Linked DNA regions of Mus musculus: region 2 is linked to region 1. A link is a contact called in public Hi-C data. All regions are on one chromosome and are shown on one strand. The core of a region is the stretch at or near the end of the contact, and the rest is flanking DNA. Distances in the headings are between cores, read along the strand shown. Region 1 has its middle 94 kb from the start of Trpm3. Region 2 overlaps Trpm3 (transient receptor potential cation channel, subfamily M, member 3).

The links. Hi-C and Micro-C count contacts between places; a contact is called where the count stands out from the background.
Region 2: a Hi-C map of cerebral cortex shows a contact between it and region 1, with 2.4 times the contacts expected there. A contact is called at or near these places in 1 of 39 promoter capture datasets (hippocampal neurons) and 6 of 484 Hi-C or Micro-C datasets (the G1E-ER4 cell line, brain, cerebral cortex and 2 more).

What each region holds. Positions count from the first base shown.
Region 1 is chr19:22,352,642-22,355,637 of GRCm38.p6, forward strand. It overlaps a transcript of Trpm3 not described here. Among named protein-coding and RNA genes, the nearest start is that of Trpm3, 94 kb to the right of the region's middle.
Region 2 is chr19:22,462,123-22,465,118 of GRCm38.p6, forward strand. The region is part of intron 1 of Trpm3 (transient receptor potential cation channel, subfamily M, member 3); the gene reads left to right. Among named protein-coding and RNA genes, the nearest start is that of Gm33649, 12 kb to the right of the region's middle.

The sequences.
Region 1 (2,996 bases), core at 325-2,824:
AAACAAACACTTACCGGCAATTTCCGCTGTAATTAAAGTAATTTACTGAAATTAAATCATCTGAGCAACAAACTGATCCTATTAGTGATCAGAAACTCTGGAAAATGTAAATCCTGAAGTGTAGACTCCACAGTTGTTCCTATTTCTCTGTTCCATCTATCGGCTGTGTGAGCTCATATCACATATAGATACACTGTGACATTATGGTATGTGCTGCAAAAAACAAGTAATGGGTCTCATAATATAATTTAGGACTCAAGCACTAGCTTAGACTGTACCATGACAAACCACAGGGACGGTACAAAGAAGAAGTGGGCAGAGGGGGGAGGTCCTGATAGAATGATGGACAGGAAGGTCTTTGATGCGAGGTGATTTTTAAGAGAGTCAGAGTCATCTTGCAGTAGTACCTCAAACTATCTACAAAGAAAAGGGCCAGGGCCAGGGTCTTGCATGATGACCAGACTGTGACATTAAGGACAAAGATGTAGGCTGGAGTGGAGTGGGGATCAGGCAGCGTGGAATTACATTGGGCTTCACACAAGGGGCAAGATCACATACAGAAAAACATAGTTTGTGCTGAAACCTTATGCTTGCTATCATCTATCTATCTATCTATCTATCTATCTATCTATCTATCTATCTATCTATCTATCTATAGCTATATATAGATAGCTTTGAGGCAGTTGCTTATTTACTATTAGGGTTTGTTTGTTTTATTTTAGTTAGTTTGATTTTTTTGGGTGGGGGCAAGGTCTCATGTAGCTCAGGCTGGCTTCAAAATCCTTTTGTAGCCAAGGCTAGCCTTGGACCAGTCTTTCTGCCTCCACTTCCCAAGTGCCAGGATTACAACTATGCACTATTATGGCCAATTAGATGAGTATTTATGGAAAAATGTGGGGTATCTAAATAGGAGCCTGAATATTTGGTTTTACAGATCTCAGGATGGAAGACGCGTACTGTGAGGGAAAGTAGACTGCTATGCCTTGAAGTGTGCGTCCTTAAAACTCACACATTGAACACATTGCTTTTAGCATCCTGGAATGTGTCTATATAGGAGATGAAGTCTTACAAGAACAAAGCTAAAATGACATTAAGAGAAGCCCTAGTGTGTCAGGTTTTCTCATCGGGAGGAGGTTAAGACTCGGACAGGAATACAAGAACGACCTGGTGAAGGCAGGAAGAAAAGAAACACAGCAAGCAAAAGAGAGGCTGCAGAAGAAACTAACATTGCCAGCGCTTCATCTTGAATTTGTAGAGTTCAGAACCATGAAATCCTCGTGGGGTGGGGGTAAGGTCCGGGTCCTGTTGTCTAAGCGCTAAGCCTCCCCTGCCCCATTTTAGTGCTTTGTTCTAGCAGTCAGGGAAGAATATATGTGGGTATTTAGAATCTTCCAGTGTAGTATGCAGCACTAGCCTGACAGCTTTAGCAGTGGTTTGTGCATCTTGTTGCACCCCCACCCCACCACCCGCCGCTCTTATATGGCTCCCTCACACGCTGAATTGTATTCCTCTCTGTAACTGATTGGAAATGAGGTGACTGCCAAGGCTGAGTCACGTAAAACACTGTGGCATTGCCTTGTTTTGTCATGGCTCACTGCCTCTGAAGAAAGCCAGCTGCCCCACTGTAAGGACATTGTAGCCTCATATAGAGGTTCGAATGTTATAAAGAACGCAGACCGTGTCAGGTGGGCACGCTCATGAGCAACCTCTAAGTGCCCCAGCTCCGCAGGACCCTGGATCCATCCTCAGTACACACCTTGAGTGACACCCCGCCCAGTCATGCTGCCTAGTCTTCCTGACCTGTAGTAGGGATTGTGCGATAATAAGTATATATTGTAGCCGTAAACCACTCAGTCTGAGCTGGGGGCAGTTGGTGCCGTAGCAACCGATTAGTAATATAAAAAATTAAAGAGAAAAGGACAGCGGCAATGCAGCTACCTTCTTTCTGGTGAATCTAAAAGTGGGTCAGCGGGATTTCATTCAGCCCGAATTAAAGAAAAAGACGTTCGCTCCGCTGCAGAGAAATCTGCAGCCTGGGGTGATATTTTTAAAGGCCCAGCTAAATTTTTGTCTTTTAGAGTTTTTGAAACTTTGGCATTTTTCCCAAACTCTGTAAGAATTTCTGATGGTAACAACAACACCTACGATTCATTTAACAAAGATTTAAAGCACATTTTTTTCACATCGACTTCTGTGTTCAATTTAATTTGGAAGACTGCAGTTCTCTAGAGTTCCCTGGAATTTGTATAACTTTCTAAATTGATCAAAGCTCTTCCCTGTGGAAGGATGGATGCAAGTTTTTTTTTTTTTGATGTAGATGACACCTTTGAAAATTAAAACCTGAGTCCTTCCCACCCTAGTATGCCTTTTAATTTTGCATCAACTACCTATACCAAGAACTGAGTGGCTGACAGTATCTACATATATTTAAAACCACTGTTTCCTAGAAAATGAATATTTGATATTGAAACTTTAATTGTCAAATTGTATCCAGAGAGAAAAAGTGTGCTTTGGGCTATAAGTGAAGTTCATTTACAAAATGAACAGTGAAATTCAGTCTTTGGCAAAACATGGCCATTCTCCTGAATCTTAGTGGAAGGTCAGGAGGGACGGGGAAAGCTAGCCAACTGTCAGCAAGTTGCAGTCAGGGTAACAGACCCTGGTCTTCTGCTGCACAGAGGGTGACTGTAGGTGGAAATGGATAGATTAGACATTTCAAAAATCTGAAGAGGTTTTGTAGGTTTTACCATAAAAATCACAAATATTTAAAGCAATATTTAAAGTTTAACCTGATTTAGATATTGTGACATGTGTTCACACATCAAAATAATACACAATAATACCCCACCCATATATAGACCTTCATGGTTTATATGTCAGTTGAAACTAAAGTTTCTAAAGGGTATAAGATTTATTCTACTTCCTCTTATCTTACCCTATGCTATTTAGAACAGAACAATTCACACTACTGACTAGTGAAGCAGGAGTGTAAAAGG
Region 2 (2,996 bases), core at 334-2,833, 110 kb after region 1:
CTCATTGTGAAATATTGCCTCCTTTGCTCTCAGAGGCTTGGCAAGTCTGAAACCTGCAGGATTTCAAGTCTCAGGAAGCCAGCCAGCTAGAGATTCAGGGGAGGTCAAGCTAGATTTGCTGTGGAGCCAAGAAGAGCTGATGCTGCAGAAGTCTGCAGAGAGAGTCTTCCTTGCTTAGAGGAGGTTGGCCCCTTTTAACATCTGGTCCCTGCCTTGACATTATGGAGCATAATATGTCCTAACCAAAGTCTTATGGTTTTAATGTAAGCCACATCTAAAAGCACTCTCATAGAAATATCTGGAATGTTTGACCAAATCCAAATACCTGGGTGCCATGGCCCAGACAGCCTGGCATATATCAGTCATCATATAGGTCTTTGTTAATTACTCATGCTAGATGCAAATGACAATTTTCTTCTAAACTCAACCTTTAGCATATCCAGTAGTAGAATGAAAGTGCATCCTACCCACAGAAGTTGTAGCCTTCTTTGTTCTGGGGCTCCACAGGCTTCCATTTCTGTACTTATCTCTATACTTTTCTTTGGAGCCTAACTTTTTCTCTTCCCCTACTCTCCCCTAACATTTGCCAGGGCACCACTTTCTAAGTGATCTTGAATTTTCATTCCCTACATCGAGCTTCTCTGTGACGCCTGTGGACTAATCTCACTGTGATCAATATTTCCAGCTGACTTGAAGTTTACCATTCTGAATTTGTATTTTTGAAAAAACAAAATGCACAGCAGCACATTCTTTATAAATCATGTGATAATAACTGAATGCAAATGAGATTTTGTGACATTTTAATTAATACAGAATTACCATGCAAGAAGTTGTTCTGCATACAATAGATTGTTAATATTTTAGTCAGCATTGACCTGTTTTCACTGGCATTATTCTGAAGGCCCAAAGTTCATACACATTTAATATTCAATGTGCATATTGGTTTTGTTTTTGTGTACTAAGTCACACATCAACATGAAAATATATGAAACTGGGTTTACTCCCTATTTGTTTTTTCTCTATTCATTTTTGTATTCTTTCCACAATGTTTATTCTACAATAATCACCTGTGTCATGTCACAAATTGTGCTATATTAGAAGTTGCAAGATGAAAACTGCTAATCCTTTGATCAAAAAGGGCTAATGATGGCAGTAGAGGTCAGAGAAGGACATTGGGGATATTTTTGTATTGGGAGTTAAGATGCACACACAAAGCACAGCGAAGAAAGGTAGCCAGGCTTTCTTTTTTTTTTTTTTTTTTCTTTTAAAGAAAGACAACATCTGATGGAAAATGGAGGAGTTTGGAAGAGTGGGTAAAAAGGAAACTGTTGGACAATAGAGTGCCATAAAAGAAAAACAAGAAATATCCAGGGACTTGGCCAGGGCAGGACAGGGACTTGCAAAAAGGGAGCAGACATTTGGAAAGGGTGAGGGCTGTGTAGCAGGGAGGGAGCCCCAGGAGGCTGGGGGTTGTTATTGAGGAGGGTATGAGGTGTTCATTAGCTGGGCTGTACAGCTCGTACTCACTCAGCAGACTGCCGAGTTTAGGCTGCTCAGTTGAAGTGCAACACTGCCACCTCCTCACCCTCTGCCTCAAAGCTTTGTAGATAGCACCACTTCCCCCAGCTGTGCCAATGCAGGGGCGAACCCAAATTCATTAGTCATTTAATGTGGGAACTGTTCAGCACCAGCAGGATGCTCTTGAGAGGGTTTTCACTGTGGGAGGGATGCTTTGCTGTTCTTTCTTTCTTCTCTTTTCCTTTTTTTTTTTTTCTCCATAATTTATATTTTTGTGCCCCTGGCAAACTCATTTTCCATATCCAAACAACTTTGCCAAACTGCTTCATGGAGAAGCATCTCATTGTATTTTATGCATTCTAAAGAGCTTTGTCCAGGATGATAATGGCCTTCAGAGAATTACAGTAAACAAATGTTGTGGCAAGAATACTTTTCTTTTGCTCTGGAAATCTCTGAAATATAAAGCAAAGGGAAGAATGGGCATGCTTAGTTTTAGTTACTTGGTCACACTAGCAAGGGAAGGGTGCTGACATATGGGTCTTTCCTCAACAAGTGGGCCTATTCCATAATTTGGGTCTTTCCTCAACAAGTGGGCCTATTCCATAATTTGGGGTTCTTGAGTTCTGAACTGATTCTCTGAGGTGGGCAACTTCCAACAGTCCATGAATGCATCCAACAAATAACCTAGTTGAGGTAATACTAGAACATCATAAGGAGACTTTCCTGACAAATTGTATAACTTACGTTGAGCATCATTAATGAATTTTTACCATAACCTCAATAATAGTTACAGTCACTGTGTGGCCATCCTTGCCAAAGCACATTAATTTGCAAATGGTGTCCTCTCCAGTTAAGATTGCCTTCATGATCAGTGCTGAAGGTTCAGGATAGCTAACCTTTATTGCTGGCTTGTAGAATCTTCCATCTCCCAGGGCCAGCTAAATCTTCTAAATAACAGTGGCTCGACCATGAGTAGCCTTTGCTATACAAAAGATACCTTACATCTGCCTGTCCTTGTCACCAGAAGGCATCACTCCTCTCTTTTACATACCAGGGCCTGGGATCAGGCAAGTAGGGCTCACCCCTGTAACACAGAGCCCAGTAGTAGTACACCAAGGAGCAAAGCCCAAATGATTAGCAGGCTCTGCCTCACTTCCCCAGGACGCTGAACAGAGCAGACCTAAACCTACTCCTTTGCTCCCGACCACTAGGTTTTTGATTGATTTTTGTTTTCAAGTGATCATGTGTCTCACAGGCACCTCCTCTAGAATTGCAGTCTAGCGAACTGTTTTCCTGAGCCGCTTCTGTGACTGTCCCAGGCCTTCGTATCCCAAGGATCTGCTACCCACAGCACTTCTATGTCAGATTTACTTTGGTTTTGTATTAAGTTGTATCCCGAGCTTTTGTCCTCGCCAGCAAGAACACACTCAGGACAACCGGAATCTTCTGCGGCAAAGCTTTTATTGCTTACTTATCAG